Linked DNA regions of Zea mays: region 2 is linked to region 1. Evidence: chromatin contacts called from public Hi-C data. All regions are on one chromosome and are shown on one strand. The core of a region is the stretch at or near the end of the contact, and the rest is flanking DNA. Distances in the headings are between cores, read along the strand shown. Region 1 holds the start of LOC100857059. Region 2 holds the start of LOC100274267 (putative RING zinc finger domain superfamily protein).

The links. A called contact is a pair of places that touch in the nucleus more often than the background predicts.
Region 2: a Hi-C map of bundle sheath shows a contact between it and region 1, with 2.2 times the contacts expected there. The contact joins the promoter of LOC100274267 here to the promoter of LOC100857059 in region 1. A contact is called at or near these places in 2 of 25 Hi-C or Micro-C datasets (bundle sheath and leaf mesophyll).

The regions. Positions count from the first base shown.
Region 1 is chr2:192,792,563-192,799,903 of Zm-B73-REFERENCE-NAM-5.0, forward strand. It overlaps LOC100857059, which reads right to left and starts at 3,325. Exons shown (of 4, transcript NM_001254922.1): 1 at 2,994-3,325; 2 at 601-844; 3 at 327-506; 4 at 1-204. The coding sequence starts at 3,325. It overlaps LOC100280705, which reads right to left. Exons shown (of 2, transcript XM_008669672.4): 2 at 5,725-6,369. The coding sequence ends at 6,028.
Region 2 is chr2:192,942,509-192,949,835 of Zm-B73-REFERENCE-NAM-5.0, forward strand. LOC100274267 (putative RING zinc finger domain superfamily protein) reads right to left here and starts at 1,559. Exons shown (of 1, transcript NM_001148631.1): 1 at 47-1,559. The coding sequence starts at 1,499. The coding sequence ends at 318.

The DNA of each region.
Region 1 (7,341 bases), core at 2,075-4,574:
GACATCAACCGATGTGAACTCACCTTCCGGCTTGAACATGAATGAGAAGCCAGAAAGCTTCTTCTGCGGGATCCGGCTGATCTTGACCCTGTCCTCGTCAGTCAACTCCCAGTCGAAGATCTCGAGGTTTTCCTTAAGCCTCTCCTTTTTGTAGGTCTTAACGACAAAACTCACCCCTTGCTCAAATACCCATCTCAACGACACCTGATAAAGGGAGAGGAGAGCAGATCCATGACTCTAAGCATCAAACCAAAGACATCATCAACACTTGGACGTCCGTCAGGAGTACAAAGGCAGCAGCTGTGTGTTGTTGTCAGAATAAAAACCTGCGCCACGGTCTTCCCTCTCGCCTTGGCTATCTCCGCGAGGACCTCGGACTCGAGCACGGCGTTTCTTTCCGCCGCCCAGCTCTGGCCTCCCAACGGCGAGAACGCCTGGACGTGGATGCCCTTCTCGGCGCAGTACCCCCTCAGCTTCAGCTGCTGGCAAACCGGGTTCACCTCCACCTGCAAACATGCACGTGCGCGCACGGAGCAAGCAAGACGAATTAAACACCTTCGTTCGCGTGATCATTCGGCGGCTGGTAATTAGATCGGCAACCTGGTTCACCGCAGGGGTGATGGTGGCAAAAGGCATCATCTTGTCGAGGTGCTTGGTCCTGAAGTTGCTGACGCCGATGGCCCTAGCGAGCCCTAGCCGCTGGCACTCCTCCATCGCCTGCCACACGCCCTTGAAGTCGAACGGGCGGGCGTCCTCTCTCCTGGCCGGGAACACAGGCGGCCCGGGCTTCTGGCAGACGGGCATGTGGATTAGGTACAGGTCCAGGTAATCCATCTGCAGGTTTCTACTCGCACGAGCCACGACAGATGAACAGAAGTCATGAGAAAACAAGAATTTCATATTTAATACATGTCTATAGCTAACAAAAATACACATATATATCTTTATGCGCTCTGTTTACTTTCTAACATATATAGTACGTATAAGTGTACCAATGTGCAATGTTTATGGTGTCTTTGGTTCAAACTTTTGTAGAAAGAGAGATCGTTTTAATACAACTGATAATCTTCATGGGTGAATGGATTTCTTTGATGACAAAGCGTGGTGCTGACTCTCCACAAAAAGTCATGCTCCTTCTCTGTCTGTGGTCACCCTTGCCACCTCCACCACCTCCCTCTCCTGCCCCAAGACTTGCTCAGACCTATCTTTTGTTGCCAAAATTTAATTCCTAATCCGCGATGACTCAGTCTGTCTTCTACAGCCACATGTTTGCACTACGTACAGATTGCAGCTATTTTTTCCTTTCTTATCTACAGGCTTACACAGGGTTGGACAAAAAATATGATATTTTCCTTACTAATAAATGCAAGTTTGGATGCATGGACACATAATCCCTCAATTTCCCTCCGATCCATATGTATCCAAACAAACCCTAATTAAGAGTGCTCTTGCTGCTTCAGAATTGGGAACGGTGAGTGATTGACTTCAGTCTTTTCCTCAGGGTTAGTTTGAACAAATTAAGAGTCAGTATTGTGGGTTTTTCATTCCTACATTATACAGTATGTGAAGTGACTAATTAGGGGATGTTTGGTTTGTAGGGGCTAATTTTTAGTCTCTACATTTTATTCCATTTTAGTCTCTGAATTGTCAAATATGAAAACTAAAACTATATTTTAGTTTCCATTTAGCAATTTAGGGACTAAAATAGAATAAAATATAGAGACTAAGAGCAACACCAACAAGCTAGCTAAAGAGCATGCACTCGCTAAAGAAAAGAAAAACCTCATAAAATTAGCTTGCAACAGCCTTGCCATCTGCCTTGCCATTGTATTTGGCTCGGCATCGCCTCCATGTTTCTAGCTATTTTTTTTGCTAGCCCTTCCCCTCCCGCTCCTACTGGCGTTAAGACACATCCCATGGAAGCATGCAGAAATTCCTAGCGTTCAGCCCTCACAACTTGCCTGCTTGTTCGAGTCAACACGCACAAACACTGGTCAAAGGCTAAATGTAGAGAGACTATTGGTACTCCACCCTTAATAGGATATTGTTTATTTTAAAGAGTCCTCTCTAAACTCTACATTTAACTAGGATTTATACATTAACTCTTGGAGTTGCTCTAAGACCCCATTTAGTTTAGGGTGATTAAAGTTTAGTCACTTTTAACCCCTAAAGAAGCAAACATGACGACTAAAGTGAGTTAACTAAACTTTAACTCTTTAGTCACCAAGGGAGTGACTAAAAAGGACTAAAGTAAGATTTATACCTTATTTGTCTTCTCTACTTTCTGGTTGCAGCAAACATTCACTAATTAATAGGGGCAATACAGTCATTATTCACAACAATTAATGTTATTTAGTCTGGTTTAGTCAATGGAACCAAACGGGGTAATTTAACGACTACTAAAGTTTAGTCTAGTGACTAAAGAAACCAAACAGGGTCTAAAGAGGTGTTTGGTTTCTAGGGACTAATTTTTAGTCCCTTTATTTTATTCGTTTGGTTTTTAGAGACTAATTTTTAGTCCCTTCATTTTATGCTGTTTTAGTCTATAAATTGACAAATACAAAAACTAAAATAAAGTTATAGTTTCCATATTTAACAATTTAGGGACAAATGAAATAAAATAGATGAACTAAAATTTAGTCCTAGAAATCAAGAACCCTCTAAAATTTAGTCCTTGAAAACTGTACTGTGAAGGATCATGTGCGTTTTAGCTTGATTTCTTTTTGTATTTCTAGACTCCTCAAACTAGCCTTTTTGAGGGCTTGCTCATTCAGATTGAATATTCATAGTTTCAAATGGGTTCTACCTCTAGGTTTCTTTACTCCACTTTCACTCTTCCAGAAGTGAGGCTAAGACGGAGGTTAAGACATAGGCTTGTCGGGCTCACTCAACTGTCAACTCCTACGCTTTGTTAAAATCTGTAATAGTAAATATTATTTCGCATGCGTCTGCATATACAGTACTCCATGTAAGTACGTGATCGGATTCCTTACTCCAAGGTCTGCCGGAGGGAGGGGACGACGAGGTCCGGGTGGCACTGCGTGCACCACAGCTTGGACGTGACGAACACCTCCTCCCGAGACTCGATGAGGCCGCGCCGCACCGCCTCCGCGACGCCCTCGCCGAGCGGCTTCTCCGTCCCGTACAAGGAGGCGGTGTCGAAGTGGCGGTAGCCCAGCTCGATGGCCGCAAGCACCGCGTCCTTGGTAGTCTCCGGCGGCTGGAACATTACCGCTGTCCCCAGGCCAATCACCGGCACTGGCCTCGCGTTCCCGGAGGGCAGGGCCAGCTCCGGCACCGCCGTCGTGCTCCTCGTGGCGGCCATGGCTCTGCGTCGCGGTCGCTTGAGGCTTAGCGGCGGAGTTGGGCTTCAGTTGCACTGACGTGTGGTCACGTCGGACGAGTCGGCCGCTACAGCGAGATTTTTGTAAACAGCTGACCCGCGCGACTCGGTTGGATCGGAGGGAATAATAAGCCGTAACGATCTTCTAGAAAGAGCCGGCCGGCCGGCTAACCGGCGTGGATTCTTGGTGGCCTCACGATACAACTACTCCGTGTGATTATTGTGTATAGAAAGGCTAGTGTGACTGTGTGAGCCGCCGCGTGGAAGGGAACGATCACACTTGTCAACTGTCCAGATGTGATTGATCGCTCGGAGTTGATGCCGAAAATTGACACAAGTGTTGTGGAAGTGCCCGAAAACTGAGTTTGAGATCCAAGAGCAAATTGCTCCTTTTGCCAACCAAAATCTATAAAAATCTCTTTGTTAATATCTAAAACTATACATTTATCTCATTATCATTCATTTAGTTTTTTTTGTTCTCTCGTTGCAACCAGTGTTGCATAGGCAGGTTCTATTCTATTTCCTTCATTGACATCTATATAGCCAATTTATTCCCTTCAATACCATCAAGAAAGCAATACAACGTACAAGATACTCCCTCAGTTCCAATTTATAATTCGTTGCAATTCAAAAAAACGCGAAAATAAAAATATTCAAGTATATTATATGCTAAATGATACCACCGTAATAATAAAAAGTATTTATGATTTTTTAATAAGACAAGAGTCAAATGAATTATAAGTTAGAAAGGAGCGAGTATTTGTTACACATGACTAACTCTATTAACACTATTGACACTAAAAATTTATTTTACTGGATTAATTCGGTTTTATTTCTATGCATATATTTTCTTATTTTTATCTTTAAGATCTATTTAAAGAAAAAGTTATAATCCAGAGTCCTCTATTATTCAAAGTTAGAGTCCGATGGCCTAGGCGCAAACCATTCAACGAGCATCGGGGCTACAATTCCTCATTCCTCATGTAGTCACTAAACATCAATGAATAAGGATGGCAATGGAGCAGGACGAGCAGAGAATGTCCCGTTCTCGAAAACCAATTCTTTGTCCTGCCTCGGAAGCCTTAACAGGGACAAATCCATCCCCATCTCTGTCCCGTGGAGAACACTGCACCCCAAAAATTGTTCTCTAATACAGGGACAATAAGGGCATCACTGCATCATAACAATTATAGTTATATCAATTATTAAGAGGCAACAACAAGACAAAAATAAAAGACATGTAATTGTGTGTGTCTATAAATATAGTTAGGTTGAACCTTGATTTCATGGCTATTCGGGTTCCCAAGGGGAAAATTATTCCCCATCCCTGCCGTGTTTATTTACGGGCCCCGCTCGACTAGCCTCACAAATGAGAAACTAGTCATGTCCCCGTCTCGAACGGAGAGGTTCCCCATAGGCCTCGTTCCTGTAGGAAATTTTGCGATCCTTAACATTGACTCACCGTCTGTCCCATTGCCCATTTGTGCGACTATGAGAGATCGACCGAAATAGAATGAGGACTAGACATGGTACTATTGTTGGGCTGAGGGAGAGTTAGAGAGATTGCATTGTGTTGGGGCATTACGCCACGACTCATGGAATCTGGCATCACAACTCTATATCTAGGAATAGTTTAGGAATAATGAACAACCCTCTATAAAAGGAGGGGAGGGCCGGATCATTTAGCTATCTCTTTTACCATTTTCATTTCCATCACTTAGTCTTTCTCATTTTAGCTAAGAGATCTTTAGATGTTTTGAACCTCGTCATCTAAGTTTATAGAGTTCTGAGGAAGTGTGGCCATAACCACATGTTGCCATCTTGGTTTTTCATTTCGTATCACATCTGATGGTATTTGCTTTTGATTTGTTTTCTTCTACTCCCAACCCCTCTACTTTGAGTTTTGAGTTGATCCTTGTCTTCACTTGTTTGGGAAGTGTGTTGGGGTTAATTTATGGTTTAGAAATCGTCCTGGATTCGTTGCAACCTTTTGGTATGAGTCGATCCAATTCATGGATATTTTTTCTAATAGATGTTATTTTGACAAAACTCCAAGGCAAGTTTGAGTTTTCTGGTCTTACTTTGAAGTTTAAACCCGTTTGAGTTCAAAATTTTGTGTACACCTTAGAAACTCCCTTCTGAAGGTGTATGTAAAATTTTATGATTTTTTATTCTAAAACTAAAATTCGAGATGTTGAAAACAATCTGAGTTAGTGACATATTTTTAGGTCGTTTCGGATTTTTCAATGTTTGTCCTGCGATCCATTTGTTTCGTTGGAGTCGTGTATGTCCTAGAAAATTTTCCACATCACTTGTGTGTCATTTGAATTTTTAAAGGTTAGGGTATAATATTGGGAAACGAGCCAAAGTTACACCGAGTGTAAATATTTTTATTGACTTCCATTCACCCCTTTCCGGTTGCTTGATCCGGTCCTTCAAAGTCATCCTTTTGATGCAATGGCTAGGATTAATCTTACCTTTGCATGGTCAAGTTTGTTTAAGTACATATACACCAACATATATACATAGTATGCTCTATAGGTCCATGCATGGGAGACATTAGACTGTACAAGAAAATTCATACTCCCCTATATAGATTGTTGTATAATATGATTTGATATGGCTTGCTTATTCCTCAAATACGGGGTGAAAACTTACTCCCGGGAACGCCATATCACCATCATCTATGGGTCCAAACGCTCGACATTTGTTGGCTTGTCAGGCAGGTGGTGGTGCGCCTTGGATGTTTGAACCTCCCCGTAGAAGTAGGAGACGAAGCCCCAGAGCGAGAGCGCGAGGGCGACGCCCTTGGTGCCGTTGAACGGCTCGTGGAAGAACACGACGGCGAGCACCTCAGTGACCGGGATAAGCACGGTCATGACCACTCCGGCGAGCAGCGCCGAGCCAAAGAAGACGGCGCCGATGGTGCCGAGGAAGAAGCACTGGTACGTGGCGGCTGACCCGGCCAGCAGTAGGTAGTAGCCTGACCGGCCGAGATCGAACTCCCGCGCCTCTCCGGGGATTGCCTGCGTTTTTTTTTTCAGCGTGAGCGAGCAGTCCTGCAGTCGTAGCGATCTGACAACTGGAGCTATGGATTGGCAAGAACCTTTTCAGCTCTACACTCCCTCCTAAGGCTGTTCGCAGCGGTTACCGCTGCCTCTCCCCCTCCCCTTGCATGCGACGCGTAGGGGGCACCCTACGGCCGCAGCGGTGCCCCCTACAGCGCCCCCTACGTGTCGGTCCCCTTCTCTCTCCCCCCAGATCTAGCGTGTCACTGTTCATCACCCTAAACACTGTGTTGTGGGTCCACGAGTAATTGTTAGTAGATAAAAAATTAATAGTTGGTATAGAAAATGATATTTTATAGTGGTAGTGGGGTATAGGGGGAGTATTTAGGGGGAACCGCTGCGGGAGATGAAAAAATATGGGGAAAAATAGGGGGGAAAGTGATATAGGGGGAAAAATTTAGAGGTAACCGTTGCGGATAGCCTAAGGCTAAGCTTTCCGGTTCGAGAAAGAATACAAGCATATATATATATATATATATATATATATATATATATATATATATATATATATATATATATATATATATATATATATATATATATATATATATATATATATATATACTCTAGCAGTATCGATCCATGACTGCGTTATGCTAGCCTATATATATGCATACAATTTGCTGAATCCAAAGAGAAAATCTGCAATATCCAATGAGGGGGTTTATTGTTTTGTCTTTTTCTCTATTTACATCTGCTGTTAGGAACTGATTATATATTATGTCACTGTTTGAGTGTCTGTCTTTCAAAAACGTGCTCTGATCTCCACACGTTTCTTGTTTTTTTTAACAAAAGCGTTCAATGGTGCACACAAGCTCTCAACAAGCACAGGTAGCTTTATATGGATAGCTTATAATTAAGGTTCAATTCCTAAGTGGACCAGTAGTTTACAATATCTGTCTTTTGTGGACTAAACTTTTTACTACGTGT
Region 2 (7,327 bases), core at 309-2,808, 150 kb after region 1:
TAGAGGAGTGGTATGGGTATACTTACAAATATAATTCGCATGAAAAAACTTATGAATTTGTGTACACGTTTTTCGTATAATAATAACAAATGAATACAGCACGCTTCCAGAAGGACTGAAGGAGGAGGCGAGGGCCGCGACCAAGCACGTTCTCTCCTAAATTCAAGTGCCAAAATTTTTTCCACCACGATGGCGACGAAAGCACCAAGAGTTTCCTAGCAGCCACCGATTGACCAGGTCAGAGAGAACCGGTCAAACACGTTGTCCAGGAGCGCACGCGTGGTCGTCCTGTTCGGCTGTTCCACTGACTTGGCGCCTCAGCCGGCGGCGCCGGCGCCGGCCGCCCTACCGCCCTTGCTGGACCCGTCAGCCTCGACGCCCCTGCGCGTCGACCGTGACCCCCACGCGGGAAGCCTGGCGGAGAACGTTCGCGACAGGAACGACGGCCACCGCCCTGACTGGCCCAGCCGGATGCTCCTCCCGGCGCGGCTGCTGCCTTCGCCGCCGCCGGTCCGGACGCTGACGCCACGGCGCGTGCTGCCGCCGCGGCTGGAGCGGAACGCGACTAGGCTCGTGGTGCGCTGGAGCTTCCCGGCCGCGGCGAGGTCCCGGAGCACGTGTTCGGGCAGACGCAGCGTGAACCTCTCGGTGCTGGCGCCGGCGCCGGCGCCGGTGCCGGTGGTGGCGGACGCTGCGAGCGAGTGGCCCGTCGAGTGCGAGCGCGGGAACCGTGCGGGCGCGCGGCCGGACTTGGAGCGCAGCGCGCGCTTCACGCTGCCGATGCGCACCAGCTCGTTGGCCTCCTCTCTGATGATCCTCTCCTCCTCTGTCTCGTCCACGTCAATGACCACCGCAGCGGCGGCGGCGGCAGGCGGCGCGGACACGGGTGGTGGCGGCAGCAGCTCGGGCGCGTCGTCGTCGGCCGGCGGCGGCGGCGGCGGGGCGTTGGCGTCCGGGACGAGGTTGGCGCGGCAGACAGGGCAGGTGACGTGCGAGGCGAGCCACGTGTCGATGCAATCCGGGTGGAAGACGTGGGAGCACTTGGGCAGCAGGCGCAGCGTCTCGTCGTCGTCGAACTCGCTGAGGCAGACGGCGCACTCGAGCGCGCCCTTGCCCGCCTTGTGCGCCTTCACGTCGGCGTACGCCATGGTGGGGAAGGACTCCAGCACGGCCTCGTCGAGCCCGCGCTGGCGCCGCGAGCGCGCGGCGGCGCCGCCGGGGGCCGGCGGCCGGTTCGCGGAGTAGCCGCTGGAGCCGTCGCCGTAGCAGTGGCGGACGTAGATGGAGAAGAAGCCGAGGAAGAAGAAGGCGGCGATGAGCACGACGATGACGATGGCCATGGACGGGCTGAAGCTTTGCGAGTAGTATGCCCCCCCAGCTGGTCCAGGCTGCTGCTGCTGCCCCCCCTGGCCCTGCACCGCCGTGAAATCGGCGGCGGCAAGCAGGAGAAGGAACAAGGGCAGGAGGCGGCCATTGCTCCGGAGGAGTGTCGTATCCATTGGGCACCAGCTTTAGTGTTGATCGAGTGGTAAGGATGAAGCCACAGCGGTGGCCGGTGGGTTTGTGGGAGTCGGGGGGTGTTTCACGAACCAATTTGGAGGAGACGGGCAGACGGCAACTAGGGGGAGGGAGCTTGGGCGTTTATATGTGAGAGCGGGAGAGGGAGACGTTCCGGACGGCGGCGCCGGTGTATACTGTATTGTAGAAGGGGTAGCTTGTCCCTTGTCGGAACGCAGATACAAATGATATAGATCCACTTCGAATTGATTACGTAAAGGCGTTTTTCTCTGCCCTCAGCGAGCTAGTCTAATCGGTACTAGTGCTTCAGCTCCAACCTCCTCCAAAGTTCACACAGACCATACACGTATGCATAAATAATCAACCAAACATACCTACCCCACATGTATGCTCGTATGTTCATAGGCGTTCGTGGTATCCGGTGAGCCTCGCCGCATCTGTGCCTGTGCGGGCGGGCATCGGCAACATCCGCCGCAAGGGGCGTGACACGGATCACCCCGTGCACGTGCAGCACCCAGATGTATAGAAATCACGAAGCAGGAAAAACCGATCCGAAGCAAGTTTTTCTTGTCTGGTCCAGCCTGCTTTTATACGAGCTTGAACTGGCCCGGCACGAATAAGTGGACCAAGACTAGACAGAAAACTAAGTACGATAGGCTAATCCAGCACGACTCGTTTACCTTTAAACTCGTTAAACACGTTATTTTTACTAAATCATACTTATCGGTTCATTTAGCCCGTTTTTTACATGCTTTTTTCGTATTTATCAGGCTGACCTGACCTGTTTAGACTCACAGCGAGCCAAGATCGGACAGAGGAACGAGCCCTCGAGCTTAGATGGCTTGACATGATTTTCTAACCGTGGCTAGCAAGCCCGGCCCGTTTGGATGTGACGCCCACGGTGACACAGGTGGCCGCCGCCCGCCGCCATGCGCTAGTTTCTCCGTAACCGTAACTAAGTACGACACGTCGGCACGGCCATGCTGCCGCCGGGCACGATTAGTCGAGTAGAAGAGGGCCTACCGACCGACGAAGGCAGAGGACAATGGACGATGGGGATGAGCCGGCATGTGTCTGGCTGGTGCATTCAGAACCGGTCTCTGCAGTTAGCGATGAAAACGGACGGAAACGGACGGAAAAACCCTTCTCCCGTTTCCGCTCCCGCAATTCTTCGTCGGAAATGGGAGCGGGAGCGGAACAACTACGGTCGGAAACGGGTCCGGGTTATACGGGTTTACGGAAACGAACCAAAACGACCGAAAATTAACCGGAAACGAACGGAAATTGCCTCAACGGAAAAATTAACCGGAAAAAGCCCACATCACCACATGATTACATGACCAGTTGACCACATAGCCATTGAACAACAGGAAAATAAGTCCACAATAGTATATGAGCACATAGCACAAATCCAAATCTAACAAGTAAACTTACACTCACTCAGCCCACATAAATTCAGTCCAGACACAATAACAGTTAACATAGTAAGTCACACTACAAATAATACTAGTTGGCCTCGGTGTCTTGACTCCTGATTGTCTTCGTCTTAATTGGATTGGAGCTCTGCCGTGTGTAGACAGTACAGTGTGCGTGACTTGTTGTGGCAGCCAGCCGGTGACTGTCTTCGCCTCTTCCGCTCTTCGGCAGACGGCTGCTGGAGGCTGGAGCCGTGTGTTGTGTGCAGACGGGCGTGTCTTCGCCTCTTCGGTAGACGACAGCTGGAGGCTGGAGCCTGGAGAACACTGAGAAGACGGGCTGGACGCCTGGACGGACCGACGGCTACAGCTTCGACGCTACAGGCTGTACTCGTAGTCTCGGACGCCTATACTTGGTAGCCTACACCAGACAGCAGTTAGCAGACAGCAGGACGGCCTTCGGCCTGGACGGCGGTCGGCGGGCGGGCGGACGATGGGTGAGTGTCGGTGGACGGCCGGACAGGCGACTAGATGAGTCCGTGACTCCGGACGGCGGCCGGCTGGAAGATGGACTTAGGGTTTCACTTTAGCATGGAGGCCTGCTGTTGGGTTGGGCTTGGCAGATTTGGGCCTTGACTGTTGACTCCGCTCCGGGTTAAATCCGGAATAAATACGGAAATATCCCGACCAAATACGGGATCCCGACAATCCGAACGGAAAATAGTATTTCCCGTTTCCGTCCCGCTCCCGTCAACGGCCAACCCGTAACCCGTCCCGAACCCGTATTTTTCCGGAAATCCGAAAACGGACGGATTAAATGTGGAAAATGGGGCGGGTCGGGACGGGATTTTTTCCGTCCGTTTTCATCCCTATCTGCAGTGGTGCGCGATTTTGACCATTTGACCAAACTGCAGTATTTAAGATTGATCCCTATAACTATAAGATAATGTTTGATTTGAACATGATATTATTTACACTCCAACCGAAGGCGCGTATTTGCCCCTTAAAAAGAACGGGGCGTACACTTACTTCATCATCGTGAGAAATGTGAGAAATTCGCTGTTCATATAAAATGGCACCACCACTAACAAACTATATCTAATAACAAGATGGACAAATGACGATGATGTCGCTTTACAGCAAAGTAGGAAGTAGCTGGCGAATGTTCGGAGATCCCGCTTGCCTATAGCAGAGACAATTCTGTGCAGGGTAGGCGGCGGAGAATCTGATGGGCGTCCCGTCCCCTTGCTCAGCGGAATGCGATCAGCGAAGGATCGCCGGAGATGCGTGGCGGCACGTGAGTTTTTTTTAATCATTATTATTATTAGCTTGTGCGTTTGGCCTCTTCAGGCCGGGCCTGTCTTCGCGTTCCATTTCCTGGAGCTACCCACCCGCTCAGCAAAATTGACTAGAGCGGGTGCTCATTGCGGACCACTGACCGGCTGCATGATCTGTTTCATTTATTTATCCTAATCCTCTGGTAGTCAAATGGCTAGAAGCAGAAGAAGGTTCTTTGAGTGTTTGACAAGGAAATCTGTGCAAGACTTGAGACATCATGCATGACCAGACCAGGGAGCAGTGTTGATTGGGATAAAGGAAGTTTCTTCGTTGCTTTCTTGTTTTCTGGGGGGGGAAATAATTAAAAAAAAAACGGAGCACGCAGCAGTTTCTGATGTGGATCATGTGCTATATATATATACTCGTTTTGCTTAATGGAGTACGTGCGCGCGCGCTCACTCGGCCCGAATTAAACCGCGTGTATTGTATTCAGAGTAACTGATAGTATCACTATGTGATTTCTTCCTTTCTTTACAAAACCACTGTCCGCTGCTAGATACATTTGAACTTGTCAAGCTCGCCTCACGCCCTCACTGGACCGGACATCTCGAGGCGATAATGCTTGGACATTGGAGGCAGCTGACGACGGGGCATGCTATGGAAGGAGCTGGTCCGTTCTGGAAGACTGGAGCGGTTGCCGGCGGTTGTGGCGAAAACAACGCCAGAATCTTCCGCCGTCCTCGGTCCTACGCTCCAGGCTCCAGCCGCCATACGGGTACGGGGTGATGCGTGCAGATATGTGCAAATGCGCTTCGTCACGCTACGCAGTACGCACGCACACGGGTATGTATCGGTATCTCTTTGTTAGTATGTTCGTTAATATACCCAATTACCTTAGACCCTGTCTGGTTTCAGCAGAGTACGAGAATCTCCATCACACACTTAATTCGAGAAAATTCAGCCGAAACTTGATAACCGTGGATAGTCTCCTGTAGCGTATTATCCAAGACCGGAAATCAGCGATGTTTGGTTCAGTGTGAATTCTGTAAACAGGATTTCTAAGTAACCTTGGAATCAAACATCCTCTTAGGACTAGTTGGGGGAGCCACATAAACGAAGGAGATTGGAGGGGCTAAAAAAAATATATCAGAGGAAACTTCATTTCTATAGTGGGTTTATTTTTTTTAAATGAATTAATTTTCTTTATGAAAATAGAAATCACTTGGAAAAATTGATTCACAAACTAGCTTTTAATAGACAAAAAAATCAATCGTGCAGAAACCTTAACTTATCGGCTACGTATCCTAGGACACGTAGGCTCCCAAATGATTATATGTTAAATGCCTCTAGACACGTGAGATCCCGATGGCATGCCTCTGACTATGAGGCCCATGGGATTATGTGCTTATGCTACAGGAAACTAGTCAAGAAACATGGGTAAAAACACATCGAACTTAATAACATAAGCCAACAAACTCAAGCTAAGTTTATTAGTTTACCGACGAACATAACCAACGACTTGTTTTCATCAAATTTAATAGGTTAAGTTTGTGGGGATCAATAAAATTAAAGTTAAGAACATTGGGTCCGACAAACTTAATAGGTTAAGTTCGTGGCTGCTCATGTTCTTAGTTTCACCCACGTTTTTTTGACAATGCCAACGACCTTAATTTGACTTAAGTTCATGGGTGTCTTTAAAACCATCGCCCCATGAACTTAAATTATTATGTTCGTCGCTCCATGAAATTAACTTACTAAGTATGTCGATCTCCACGTTCTTAATTTTAAATTCATCGCCCCCACAAACTTAACTATTAAGTTCGTTGCTAATATGTCGTTGGCTATGTTCGTCGGCTTATATGATTAAGTTCGACGGGTTTTCACCCATCTTCTTTAACCATTTTCTTATAGTGTCTATGGTGTGAGGGGAATTAGGGGCATATCCCCTAGGTGCATTGGGCCATAAGGGGCTCTAACTAGGGGTTTATCTGCTAAGTGCCTCAGGGCACGAGGGCCCTAAGGGCTTATCATGTTAGGTGTCCTGGGGGTGCAAGAGGCCCCAAGGGCTTATCCCTAGGTGCCTTGAGACGCGTGGATATCCCTAGGTGTCTTCAGACGCGTGGAGCCACAATATCTTATGAGGTGTCTCGGAATGTGAGGATCCTATGGACTTATGTGTCAGGTGTCCCAAGGTGCAAGAGGCACCTAGGGCTTATCTGCCATGTACCCAAAATATAAGGGGACATGATGGCTTATCCACCTAATGCTTTGGGGGTGTAAGGGGCCCAAGGGCTTATTCTTTACGTGCCCTAGGACGCGGGCGGCCTAGAATCCTACCTAGCGAATATCTCGAGATATACAAGCCTTGGAGCTAGTTTAGTAATTGATATGAGACACGTGCCCTTAGATTAGGATCCTTGAGCATGTCATGGCAGTAGCCTTACCATATACATTGACAAATTGATACGCCTCTGCTGCCTTCATCTTAAACAAAATACTAGGTGAGTGCCCGTGCGTTGCCACGAAAGTTAAAAATTAGTATAAAGCATAGATACAAAACGACAAACATTACTATGATATACAAAACCACGAGGCAAGATATCATCATAACACTAAGCTAGCAGCGAGCGGTGGTGCTCGGCAAACTGCTGTCGAATTCAATTTCGCGGATTTAGGGAAACATGTTCACAGGTTCATATTAACAGCTTCATCATTTGCAAAGGGCTGTCAATCTCAGTTTTCAGACTGAATCACAGGTTCACACTCACTAATTTCAGACTTACATGTTCATCATTTGCCATCTTCAGCATTTGCCAGGTTAAGATTTCATATTTCAAACTCACATGTTCAGACTCAGTTTAGATTTCAGACTCACAGATTCAGACCCACAGATTTCAGGCTCAAGTTCATCATTTATCAGGCTCACAAAGAGGTTCACAAAACAAGTTCACAAAACCAGATTCAGATTTTACAAAAACAAGCTCACATATTCACAACTTCAGGTTTTACAGGTTTACAAATAGAGGTTCACAAAACAAGTTAAAAAAATACAAACAGGTTCACAAACGCAGAACAAGAGGTATTCTTTTGATTATGTGCCATCTTATTTTTTATCA